Linked DNA regions of Sus scrofa: region 2 is linked to region 1. Evidence: chromatin contacts called from public HiChIP or PLAC-seq data. All regions are on one chromosome and are shown on one strand. The core of a region is the stretch at or near the end of the contact, and the rest is flanking DNA. Distances in the headings are between cores, read along the strand shown. Region 1 holds the start of NME7 (nucleoside diphosphate kinase 7). Region 2 holds the start of SFT2D2 (SFT2 domain containing 2).

Region 1 (6,393 bases), core at 1,404-3,903:
ATGAATGTTTGATCCCTGGTCTTGCTTAGTGGGTTAAGGATCCGGCGTTGCCGTGAGCTGTGGTGTAGGTCGCAGACTCAGCTTGGATCCTGCATTGCTGTGGCTGTGGTATAGTCTGGCAGCTACAGCCCCAACTTGACCCCTAGCCGGGGAATCTCCATGTACTGTGGATGCGGCCCTAAAAATTAAAAAAAAAAAAAAAAAAAAAAAAAAAGTGTCCCGCTTCAAATACTCAAAACATTCATAATGTTGAATCCACCATACCTCAGAATGTGACCTTATTTGGGAACAGAGTCACTGCAGATGTAATTAGTTAAGATGACATCGTACTGAAGTAGTGTGCACTTCTAATCCAATATGACTGATGTACTTATAAAAAGGAGAAATTTGGACACAGAAACATACACACAGTTTTTTGTCCATCTACCTAAATTTTGAAAATGTATACTCTTATTTATTTAAATCTAATCTTCTAGTGGGCAGAGAACATAGATGTAAAAATTTGCTTTATACTAAATGTTTAACAATAGTAGACATAAACAGTAGTAATAAATATTATCAAATGATGCTAATATTCAACTGTATACCTGAAGTACTGATGTAAACAGTGCATTAAAAGACAAATACGAAGAGATGTGAAACAAATAATTCCTAAGGGTTCTGTGAGATTTTGCTACCTGGCTCAAACAATCCTTTGTCCTATCATCATAAATTCCATGTTTTAAAACAATTATCATCAAAGGAAGAAAACTTACCTTTGGTTTCTAAACCTTCAAGAGTAGTCATTTTTTTAAAAATGAAAATGTACCCCGGGCTTCTACTGAAAAACCTAAATATGAATAAAATGAAATAATTAAAACAATACCATATAAACACATTCATTAAGTCCCTGTCATTTAAAGATTATGATATTCTACTTGCTTCTTCATTTAGTAAACCTGCATTTAGGGAGTGCCCCTTACACCCCTTTTTCACAAGGTGATATTGTTATGACTACCCAATGTCTTAAAAAAAATGAGAGGTGGTTTACTTTCAAATTCCTGCTTCACTGGTATACTCTAAATTATCACCTATATACTCTAAATTATCAGATATGCGTCCTTAAATTTAGCTCAGAAATAGTACTGTAGTTACTACAGGTGCTCTGTATTATTGATAGATACCAGGAACTTAAAAGTAATTAGGAATTCCAGTCCTGGTGCAGTGGAAACGAATCCGTCTAGCAACCGTGAGGTTGCGGGTTCAATCCCTGGCCTAGATCAGTAGGTTAAGGAACTGGTGTTGCCATGAGCTTCGGTGTAGGTCGCAGAGACAGCTTGGATAGTGTGCTGTTGTGGCTGTGTTGTAGGCCAGCAGCTTAGCTCGGATTCCACCCCTAGCCTAGGAAACTCCAAATACTGCGGATGCAGCCCAAAAAAGGGGAAAAAAAAAGGTATTAAAGTAATTACCTTCTCAGGAGACATGGACACTATTTTGTTCACTACATGACAGAGGAGCTTCTGTTTAGATGTTTAACAAGTGACAAAAAATTCATAATAACTTAATTTGCATTTCTTGGTAAAAATTAAAATGTCATAGCATATATTTTCAGAATGTATGCATGACCTTACTAAATCTTAGTCTTACTAAGATTCAGGCGAGAACATGAGAAGGAAGGTAATACTAATGCAGTGATCACGAATGATGAACCAGGCACTAGATGACAAATGGTTTCACTCACAAAAATGATAACTCTTGAGTACTCGATATAACTCAGCATAGCGTCTTCCGTGCCTACCTTCCTTAAAAGTCACACCCCCGCCGCCACTGTTCTGAAAAATAGCTCTCCAAAGACCCTTCGCAAGAGCAATGAACCCTCGGAAGATGCGCAGGGAAATGTACAAAGGTCTGCAGGCAAATACTAATTGAAGGGGGTGGGGGTGGGTCTGGAGTGTGTAACAGGTATGAAGGTGGCAGGAGTGGAAGCGACAATCCTGTCAACCTCTGCCATCCCCAGAAGTCAAATCCAAAGTTCCGTCCCTGTCTGAACAAACCTTCCTGGAACAACGGGCAACCTTTCCTTAAATCTAAAGCGACTGAATGAACAACACACTTCAATCCAAACCTCTGTCCCTTTCCAAAATCCCCTCTCAGTTACACAAGCCCTTTCCTGGACTTACCTCTCAGATTCTTACTCTCCCAATTGCAGGGGGCCTCACTTTACAGGTTCTTTGGCTAGATATCACGGGTTAACTTCCGCGCACACTCCTCTAGCATTCCGAAGCCGATCCGCCCCAACCTTGGGGACATCAAGCTTTTGGTTCACGGCTAATTACTTCCGATTACTCAGGGTTTCGTTTCCGGAATACTTTTCAGAAGGAAAACACTTTTGGTGCCATTTAAACTCAAGTGACGCAGTGACGCAGAATATACGATTCAAGACTTCAGTAAAACAAAACTGGGTAGACTCTTATTAAAAAATAAAAAAAAGAATACTTGGACCCTAGCCGCATATAAGCCTGAACTTCCGGGTCGCCTTTCAACCAAACGGAAGTGATGATGCTGGAAAGAGGTAGGTGGTGTTCCGTTGCTCCAAGCTACGGCGTGAAGGGGCGGGTCGGTCGGCTGGGTGGGCGGAGCTCTATTTACTCCCAGCCACTAAGGACAAAGGGGCGGGGTAGTGGCGGCCCGCTCCGAGTCCGGCAGTAGGTGGGGCTCTGTTGCCAGAGTAACCTGGCGTTGGTGTTGGTGTAGGTGTTTTCCAGTCGCAAAGTTACCTATTTCCTGGTGCTGAGATCCCGAGGCGATGGTGAGTGCAAGGCGGTGTCAGAAGAAAGGCATCGCGGTCTTGTTTATGCTTTGTCCCAGGTCCTGGGGCGTCTGGGCGTTGAGAGGCATCCAGATCGCTTCTACCTTCGGCTGGTTATTTCTTTGTCCCTTTCCAGGAACTGTCCGTGCAATTTCCTCGCTTTCCCTACTTCTTGCAGCACCCTGAATTACACTTTGGTCCTGCTGAGCCTGTAGAGTATTGTGACAGGAAGTTTAAGGCTAAGACACGGAGTCTAGTAGTCTGAGGTGAGACCTTATTTCGGTCAAACATTGGAGATGTATGCATTTTTCATCATTGCATTTTTTTCAACCTCTCAGCTTCACTTTAACACGCTTCATTTAAAAGTATGTGGTGATGTTTATTTGACTTTTTCATGACTGATCCGAATCTCTCTGAATCCTGTAGTCTTTGCTCTCTTGAGGGCCGAGTACCGTTCCACACCCTAAGGGCCACCTAATAATAGCTGCATTTTGCACTAGCCCTAAATTATACAGTTGATTACCTTTTAACAGGAATACTCCATAATATCACTTGGAAATCACTTCTGGAAAATTCACTTGCTAGAGCTTCACCTTCAGAAATTCTGCATGAATAGAAACAGGCTCCATATTTGCATTTTTAAAAAAGCCTATAGATGATTTTCATTCGATCACATGTTCGAGAATGCCAGGTATGGCTATGAAATTAAATATGGAGACCCACCCAGAGTTCCCGTTGTGGCTCTATGCATTAAAAACCAGAGTAGTATCCATGAGGATGTGGGTTTGATCCCTGGCCTCGCTCAGTGGGTGAAGGATCTGGCATTGCTGCAAGCTGCCGCTTAGGATTTAGCCAGAACCTGGCATTGCTGTGGTGTAGGCTTCGGATTGGACTCCTAGCGAGGGAACTTATATATGCCACAGGTGTGGCTCTAGAAAGAAAGAACAGCAACAACAAACAGAGATCCACCCACCACCCCTTCTTTCTCTGTTAGGTCTTGTGTTTCTAGTTCAGAGAAACAGGTATTGAAGGATAATGCTTCCATCTTTGCTCTAGATTTTATTCCCTCCCATTCCTTATAGGACTTTCTGCTTTTGGTTATATTTTTTTCTTTCCTGTGCTTTCAGCCTCTTCCTCACCATTTCCTTCTCCCCCCACCCCCCCCCCCGTGTTCAAGCCATACACCTTAAGAAAATGAAATAAAACAAAAGCACACCCCCAGCCTGTGTTCGTTCAGTTTATTGCCTAGTCCTCCCATTTATCAGTAAACTGCTTGAAAGCATAGTGCTTCCATTTGTATCAAATTCAGCTCTTTACTTTCATCCTCAGCACTCAGTTATCTGAATTCCTCTAATGGCTTCATGAAGTTGTTCTTGCTTAAATTTCTTATGGCCAAATCCAGGAGTTTCTTCTCAAAATTTATTTAGCCTCTCTTTGATAGATGAAGCTCATCATCATTCATTCCTTCTTTTTTTTTTTCCCCACTGGCTTTGCCTACTTTTTAAATGCCATTCTCTGGGATTCATTCCTTAATTTCTTAGTCTGTCCATTTTCTTTGGCTGATTTCATCCACACACAAGTGTTCCACTAATGCCTAAGCATTCATTCTTAAATTTCAGTTTCATCTCAGACCTGGTAAGCATTCATTCTTAAATTTCAGTTTCATCTCAGATCTGGTAAGACCTGGACACTTCTAGCTGGTTACCACAAAGGCCCCTCAAACTCAACCAAAACTGAACTTGCTGTCTTTTCACCTGGCTTTTTTTGTTTCACCAAGTTGATGCTACCACTATATTTATAACCTAAACCAGAAACCAGAGTTTTCCTACACTCCTTTCTCTCCTATGTCTTCTCTGTTCAGTTGGTCACCTGATTCTGGTTTAGTTTCAGATTTCCTCAATTCTTTTTTTTTTTTCCTTCGCTTTTTTTAGGCCTTCACCCGAGGCTTATGGAGATTCCTAGGCTAGGGGTGTAATCAGAGCTACGGCTACCAGCCTATGCTTCAGCCACAGTAATGCCAAATCTGAGCAGCCTCTGCAACCTACACCACAGCTCATGGCAACTCTGGATCCTTAACCCACTGAGCGAGGCCAGGGATAGAACCTACAACCCCATGGTTCCTAGTTGGATTCATTTCCACTGTGCCACGACGGGAACTCCGAGATCTCCTCAGCTTTTGCTTGCACTGTTGTAGTAGTGTCTTTAACACTCTGGTCTGGTAATTCTTCAATTCATTATTTTCTCTACCACAAGAAGGAATTTACTGAACCCTAAATCTGTTGATGTTAATTACCGCTTTAGAACTCTAGACTCCTCATTCCCAACAGTATAAAAATTCAGCCTATCTGGAATGGCATACAAAGCCTTCTATGATCTAGGACTTAACCTGTCTTGCTTCTGTCATGAAACTTTCTTAGACATTCTTTTAGTTACTTGCCTTTTCATTGAACATTCCAAGCAACTGCAAACTGGTGGTAAGCCTCTTTCCTCTACTTTGCACATGCTGTTCCTTCCACCTGGAATACCTTTACTGCCATGTTTGCTAGCCAAACTCCTATTGATTCTTCATTCCTAGGTTAGGTGTTTTTCTTCTTTCTCTACTCAGAGAGAGTTGACTCTTCATTCTTTTTTTGTCACAACTTTACACAGTACACATTTCTCTTATTGTACTTACCACATTCAGTTGAAATTATTTAATAGGTTTGTCACTCTTACTAGACTTGATCTGTTAGAGGAATGGATCTTTATTTTGTTCACTGCCATTGCTTAGATTGTATTAGGCACTCAGCTGAATAAATTAAAAAAAAATAAGAATGTGTTAAGTGTCTGTGAGGGTACCAAGTACTTGGGGGATATTGGAGGATGGAATTTTCACTTTTCAGAATCAGAAAATCCACAAAGCAAGTGGAATAGAATTTCAATAGCTGGAATTTGGTGATCTGTACCATGGCATAGGGAGATAGTAAGTGACATTTGTGGAATACTGTTTTTTTGTGCCTGTCTGATATTTTTTCATTCAGAATTCCCAACAACCCTAAGATCAGTGAACTTCTATCCCTATCCTCTTATTCTGCCTGGAGTTGGGTGTGGTGGCTCTTTCAAATTGGGTGGTAAATGAAGGCTCCTCTAAGGAAGTGAGCTTTGTCTGAATGGACTGAATGATAAACTGCAGTGAACGAGGGAAGGGTTCTAGGCAAACTAACAACAAGATCAAAGGAGCGTCGAGTATTGCAGGAACTGACCTTATGGTTTAATGTGAAAAAAGAGTAGATATTAGATTATGAGGTGATGTGGGGGTGGTAGCAGTACAGGTGTGTGGTGGAGATTAGCAGGAAATTAGGGTAGAAAGGTAGGCAGGGGGAAGACAGCAGTATGTTTCAAACTGTGGTTGTATCCCATTACTCAGTCATGAAATCAATTTGTGGTAGGTAGCAGCATTAAAACGAAGACACATGAAATAAACATTTTCCATATTCATTGCATATGGCAAGGGTCACTTTCATGAAACTTTTGTTTTAAATTGCATGTGCGTTGGGTGTACAGGGTTATGCTATAGAATATATTTATTTCTTACTATGCATCATGATCCACAAAGTTCAGGATGT
Region 2 (7,019 bases), core at 2,164-4,663, 1.1 Mb after region 1:
CCATCTAAATGTCACCCGATTGTCAAAATGGGGGAGGGGTGATAACTTTTCACCATTGTGCTTTTCCACTCCATGTGGCTGCAAGTTCTTTCACACACATGCTTGGTCAACGGCAAGAGGAAGCTGTTGCTCCACTTCTAACTGAATCCAATGAAAGCTAAACGCTTCTTTCTACCAATTTGTGAAACATCAACTCTGTTGATATAAAATCTCTCCCTAAATTTACGTTTCTGGAAACTGATCATGCACCTTTTGGAAGTGCAAGTGGCTGGAATAGCATCTGGATAGACTCTGTAGGCAAACAGCTCACAAGCTGTCTGACTGTCAGTTATGCACAAAGGCCCCTTTGACTCTGGGATGTGGAGAGAAGAGGGGCTCTTGCCAAAAAGAAGAAAAATTGAGAAATGTCCAGGGAAATGGGATTGGTAACCAGAAGCTGGTGAAAAAGCAATGCTGCCTCATTCCTTTCAAACCAGGCACCATTCAGACCTTCCTTGTCTCTGCAGTTCTGTAAAGAAAACATAAAGCCTTGATTTTCAGAAAGAATCCTACAGAAACTAAAGATTGAAGGTGGATTTATGAAGACAGGGTATCAATCCGAAAACTCAGCAGGAGGCCATCTGTGACTAGACATTGCCAAGCAAGTTTTATAATTCCCTAGTTTCATATGCAGGAGAAACAGAACTAGTCATACTTTTATTGTTTGCATTAAAAGAAGAACAATTTTTCATGGAGTTCCCTTGTGGTGCAGCAGGATCCAGGGTTGTCACTGTAGTGACTCAGGTTGTTGCTGTGGTGCAGCTTCAATTCCTGGCCCAGGAACTTCCACGTGCTGTGGGCATGGCCAAAAAAAAAAAAAAGAAAGAACAACAATTTTTTAAAGCAATCACTTCTGGTGACGTCTGACAGCTTTTAAAATTGAATGTGAAAAGACTTTAAGCACCCCCCCCAATCCAACTTCCCACCCAAAATAGAAATTTCAATAGAATCCTCCAGCTTTGCCAACCTTAAAACTATGGGAAATGTGAGACAATCAAGTCATTACCAACATTTTCAAGGAGGCCCTGACTTAATAAATAAACACTAAGCCAAAAAACAACCCTGAGAGTGAATTCAGCTGGTCATGAAATGCTTCCTGGGAGCTGGGGTCTCACGAAGTGCCACACAATGATGTACATACACAGGAATCTCATACTCAGAAAGAGGAAACCAACAGCAGTGTTTTAGAACATGAAAGAACCACCTAGTCTTTCTAAAATATATTTAATACATTCCCGAGCTTACACTTCAAAGCCCTTCATTGTGTCCAACACAAAGCATTCACCATTTCACGTAAAACCAAACTCAGCATTTATGTTTTCAATCTGTACTACATCATTCACTCGTAGAGTCTATCTACCACTTCATGATGATTTTTTGAATCACAGTATCTGCATCATCCCCACCTTTGAACTCCTCCCCAACCCCAGAATCCTCAGAAAAACAGCTCCCTCTTTTTTTTTTTTTTGCTATTTCTTGGGCTGCTCCCGCGGCATATGGAGGTTCCCAGGCTAGGGGTCGAATCGGAGCTGTAGCCACTGGCCTACGCCAGAGCCACAGCAACGCGGGATCCCAGCCGCATCTGCAACCTACACCACAGCTCACGGCAACGCCGGATCTTTAACCCACTGAGCAAGGGCAGGGACCGAACCCGCAACCTCATGGTTCCTAGTTGGATTCGTTAACCACTGCGCCACGACGGGAACTCCAAAACAGCTCCCTCTTGAACCACAGCTGCTCTAAAATCTTATGGACCGTTCATGCAGCAGAAAGCTTTAGATAAGCATAACTGTTGGCCACCTAAGTTTTCTTAGGCACAATCTGAGGTTTGGCTCCTGAGTTCATAACAGAAGCCAAAAACCAAGAACAAGGAACTCAAGAAATTACTCCTGAGCCTTGACCAATTAATAAAGGCAACAGATTTAAAAGAATCCACAGGCTGTTTTAAAATGTCAAAAGAAGTTAAACTCCAATTCCTACAACCCTCAATGCCTACAGTGTTACCTCTTCAAGGAGAAGAGTCAAGAGAGCACGTTTTAGGGTTCTGAGAGTTCATGGAAGGGGTGGAGGTATCAGAGTTACACAAAACTCAGAAAAAAATCAGCAACCCCAAAAGGGGGTGAAAGAAGCATGCTGAGATAACTACTAGAGACACTGATGAAAACTGGAGGAGAAACTTAGGTTATGAGTTGAAAGAAGCCATCTTGTTCAACCTCTTCATTTTACAGATAAGGAAACTGAGGCCCCAAGGAATACACCAGAGTAAAGATACATGTCACTTTATAATTTACAAAGGAAAATAAATAAATAACCAAAGCCGAAAGCACTAGAAATAGAAAATAAATATTCTGCGTGGCTCTAGAACATAGGGCATTTAGTACTCAGGCTTCAGCTCCACCAAACCTTTCTGATAAAAACAAACAAGCCTGCAAGCGGCCACACTATGGTCCTGGGCGGCCTTGGGGTCTATGTGCAAGCAGCGTGTGCACAGAGAAGCAAGATGTGGGCCCTGCCCTCCAAGAATTCATGGTTCTCCCGGAGATAGTTAACTTAAAGAAGAGGCCCAAGGTCGGCTGGGAAAGTCACAACCCACAACCTAAACTGGGCAGGAAGGCAGCCAGGAGCAGCACCGGGGCGTGGCCACAAGCCCCGTCGCGCAGTGGGTACCGAGCAGGGATGGATGGCCACCTGGGCCCCCAGTCCAGGTTTCTACCCAATGAGGACTCTCTCCGCCAGGCTGCCAGGAGACCCTGGCTAGCCCAGCCCTAAAGCCCTTTCCCATGCCAGTAGGGATGGGGCTGACGGTCGGGGATGGTCACCCTCCCCTTTGCAGATGTTTCTAGGTTTTGCTCCAGCGCGGCCCTCCCTTTGAGGGAGCAGGAGAGGCGAAGGGGAATGGGACGCGGCACAAGGCTGAAGGGATCCGGAACAAAAAAGGTGCCCACCGCCCTTCTCAAAGTGTCTGGGCCCCAGCACTTGACAGATGGAGAGTCGGGGAAGCGCGGGGGTCCTGAGCCCTGTAAGGGAGGAGGAAGGAACAGGGGCAGAGCTGTTTTCCAAGAAATCTTGGAAGTCCTGCTCACCTTTCCCACTAGTCAGCAACAGGCGCCCAAGTAGCTGGAGGCGGGGCTCCGGTGTCTGTTGGACACCCAGGCCCCAGCGCCCTCCCAGGCCCACGGAGACCCGGGCGGGGGGCGGCAGCTACGGGGCCAAGTAGGCGCGGCCTGAGGGCGGCGCACTCACCTCGGACAGACCGCCCCGGTCCTCGGCGTCCTGCCCGCTCAGCACCTTCTTCAGCTTGTCCATGGCAGGTCCGGTCCACCCCGGCCCCAGCCACTCGCCAGCCACCTGTTGAGCTGATTGAGGCGCAGGCTCTTCCGTGTGCCCCGCCCCCGCCAACCATGGTGCGCCCGGCCCACCACGGTGCGCCCCGCCCAGGTATCTGCCCTCCTGGCGGCTGCCAGCGCAGGCGCCCGGCGAGCTCTGCGCCCGCCTTCGCCCCGCCCGCTTTTACCCGGCTGGTTTGGGTCTTGGAAGGCGGGTCGGGAAGGAAGGTTGGGTTTCAGGTCCACCCAGCATGATTAAACTTCAGTCCGGCGCCAGGCTGCGCATGCGAGCCGGCTACCCTGCCGGGGTACTCGTAGGTTCAGTCAACAAACACGGAGGCCCTAGCACGTGCGAGACACTGCAGAAACAAAAACGGTGAATCCTGGACCCCCTCTCCTCTCGCCCCACACTTCCTGTGGTATGGATGCAGATTTGTAAACAAACGATGTGGGAAATCCGCGGTCTGATTGTAGTTACACTGGAAATAACTGTTTAAAAGGCACTTGTGTTCCTTGGTGGCTCAGCTGGTTAAGTATCCAGCCTTGTCACTGCCGCGCACTGCTGTGGCACCGTTCAATACTTGGCCCGGGGAACTTCTGCATGCCTCCCGTGCAGCTGGGGGAAAAAAAAGCATTTGAGGCCAACTGGAGTAAATCATATCTATAACATACTTTGTGTAAAAGTTAAACAAGAAAAATACTACTGTAATTCTAGCTGGGAATGCATCAAGAAGAATGATTTGGGTAAAAACTTGAACAGGTAGAACTTGAGTCAAGGAGTGAGGAAAAACATATTAGATTGTTTTGTGTTTCTTGGATTGTTTGTTTTACTGACCTCAAACCGGATTCCAACGCTAATGATTCTACGTTGGAGAATCCATGTAACTCCCAGGAAAGTGCTAGAGATGGGATGTGGGCTCACATCTCAAACTGCTTGCTGGGGAATATCTGGGAAAATAACTTCAAGGTGAAATAAGCTTAGGAGCTCCTGTTGTGACTCAGCGAGTTAAGGACCTGACATTGTCTCTGTGAGGATGGGGTTCAATCTCGGGCCTTGCTGAGTAGGTTAAGGATTCCATCATTGCTACAAGCTGCAGAGCAGGTTGCAGATGGGGCTCAGATCCAGCATTGCTGTGGCTGTGGTGTAGACTAGCAGCTGCAGCTCTGATTTAACCCCTAGCCCAGGAACTTCCATAGGCTGCAGGTGCAACCATAAAAAAGAAAAAAAAAGATGAAATAAGCTTAGAAAAACAAATCCACAGAGAGGTTACCAGGAGCACCCACTAGAGAATCTTCCTGCAGTCTGTCTCTCTCTCTCTCTCTCTCTCTCTCTCTCTCTCTCTCTCACTCACACACACACACAAGGGAGAACTTTTATTGAAAGAGTAGGAGTGCTGTGTCAGACTTGAGTGAATTTAAATAACTACCAAGAACTTGGGCTTGTTAGTATTATAAATCAACCAAGCAAAAGGATTTGCACAGGTCCCTATTCGAGTAAGTCAGATGTTTATAGTTATATCCCTTTGTGTTTTCATTTTTATGGATAGGAAAATTTGCTGTGCTTTATGATTTTGCTTTACACCTGAGATTTTGAATAACAAATGCTGTTGCTCTTTATGCTCTAGATGCCCATTACCCTCTTGTTCCACTCAAGTAAATTTCTGCACATCTCTCAAGACTCTTCAAATATCAAGGCAGACTGGAAAGTTCATCCACTATGGAGTTAGGAAGATCTGAGAGTTACAACTCTAGCATCATCCCTCACTAGCTGTGTGGCATTGAGTAAGTTACTCAACCTTTCTTGTCCTCAATTTTCTCATCTGTAAAATGGACATAAATGACTACCTCTGAAAATTACTATGGGATGTAAACATGATAGTATATGTAGAGAACCTGGAACATGGCAGGCATTCAGTTAGCAACTAATGGAAGCTAATGTTCTTTTGCCATCCCCTCTGAAGCCTTCTCTAGGCCAACATCAGGAACACTGATACAGCTGTTCCTCTTTCCTCTGTGTTCCCGAAGCAACTTAAACACATCTGTACGTACTCATCTTTATCACGGTTTTGTCTATCTCCTCTACATTGTGAGGCCCTAATAGTCTCAGTTCTCTACTCTCTGAACTGGGAAAAGAACCCACAAAATAGGTGCTCAGTAAATCCAGGTGAGTGAGTGAATGAGAAATTTTGTATCTGTCTTTTGCAATTCAGGGAGTTATAACAGCCAGATTGGCAGATAGGGCAACATGGAAATGATTGTGCTACCCAAGTCAGCATGCAAAGCCTATTTTGTCAGTGGAGAACACTGACTGATCTGCCCTCCACCTCCACCCTGTGTTCATCACAGTAAATGAGATTTTGATCAGAAAGGCAATACCCATAATCTCATCTCATGTCTAAAACCAGTATTCCTCTAAAAGCGGGGTAGGGATAGACTCTGCTATTGGCCCAGGCTGGCAGGGGAGCCTGCAAATCACAAGCACACACACACACAAATGCAGTAAAGGACGCAGGACTTACCTGGGAACTCACTCAGCACAGCAACCCCCCTCCTCATGAGTAACACTGTTCAAGTCCCAGGGAACCGCTTCTTCATGTTTCCTGCCCAGTGTTCTTGAAATCAAAGGTGACAACATCTGAATGTTGTGAAGATGGTAGGTTGTGCCACTATCTGTGCAGACAGATATTGCTTTGGAGCTAGTGGGTTACAAACCGTGGAAGAGCTTAGGTAACAGAAAAAAAAGTCCACTTATCAGATCCCTCCACTAAGATGCCTTCGATGCCGTAGAGTCTTAAATAAGAATGTGTTAGGGAACTACTGACTGAAGCCACCTTGGCCAGGCTTTAATTGTCTTACAACAGGCAATCCTGATAAGGAACTGGTGAAGCCCTGAAAACGAACTGGGAGGATTTGGGAGGGACCAGTGGGAGGGAGATGACCAACCTCCCAGAATCCTTGTTGCTGGAATCCATCTTGCCTGAGAGATGCTTCACCTGGAAGGACCCTGAGCCAAACCAGATATGGACCGAGCTAGACGATTGGCTAGAGACAACCTGGAAACTAATCCCATGCCCATAAAACTGGAGACTATAAGCCGCCTATCTGAGCAGTTCTCCTGGGTTCCTTTACCCCAATGTTCTGTGCTTGAGGCACACCTTCCCAATAGTCCTTAACTTTGTCAGCATGTATGTCTCCTTGAACAGTTCACTTCCAACTTTTAGATAAGAGCCTACTTGCCGTGTCCAGCGCTGTAGGGCAATGGGAGATCCTGAAAGAGGGACTGCGCACCAGGAAGCACTCCATTCAGCAGAACAAAGGCCCTAGTCTTTAGACCACCTGACTTTTGTTAAGGAAGGTGATGTATGTAGGTTAGTGGGCAAGAACAGGCATAGGCTATGACAAAGCTATCTCTTAATGATATCAGAGGAAACTATTAGCAAGGAAGTTACTGGTGCATACCCTTAGGACACAGTGCAGCTATTTATAGAATATTGTGGTTAATGCATAAGTCCTTTATCTTGTCTTTGAAGGAGACCCTGTACTTGAGAACTCTTTTGGCATACATGCTTTTCTGGCTTTGCCACACACTAAGTTTGCTTTCTACAGAGTTCAGCAGTCCAGTGGTCTCCAACATCTCCCACTTTTTTATTTATT

Evidence for each region. HiChIP or PLAC-seq counts read pairs in DNA pulled down with a chosen protein or histone mark.
Region 2: a contact with region 1 is called in an H3K27ac HiChIP or PLAC-seq map of skeletal muscle, with 8 times the contacts expected there. The contact joins the promoter of SFT2D2 here to the promoter of NME7 in region 1. A contact is called at or near these places in 2 of 5 promoter capture datasets (fetal skeletal muscle and liver) and 1 of 2 datasets of contacts at active chromatin or transcription factors (skeletal muscle).

What each region holds. Positions count from the first base shown.
Region 1 is chr4:81,637,254-81,643,646 of Sscrofa11.1, forward strand. It overlaps NME7 (nucleoside diphosphate kinase 7), which reads left to right and starts at 2,654. Exons shown (of 13, transcript XM_021089439.1): 1 at 2,654-2,788. The coding sequence starts at 2,786. It overlaps BLZF1 (golgin-45), which reads right to left and starts at 2,535. Exons shown (of 7, transcript XM_003355067.4): 1 at 2,160-2,535; 2 at 756-829. The coding sequence starts at 786.
Region 2 is chr4:82,731,019-82,738,037 of Sscrofa11.1, forward strand. SFT2D2 (SFT2 domain containing 2) reads right to left here and starts at 3,414. Exons shown (of 8, transcript NM_001243648.1): 1 at 3,283-3,414. The coding sequence starts at 3,345. It overlaps LOC106510103 (a long non-coding RNA gene), which reads left to right and starts at 3,541. Exons shown (of 3, transcript XR_001308292.2): 1 at 3,541-3,784; 2 at 4,991-5,147.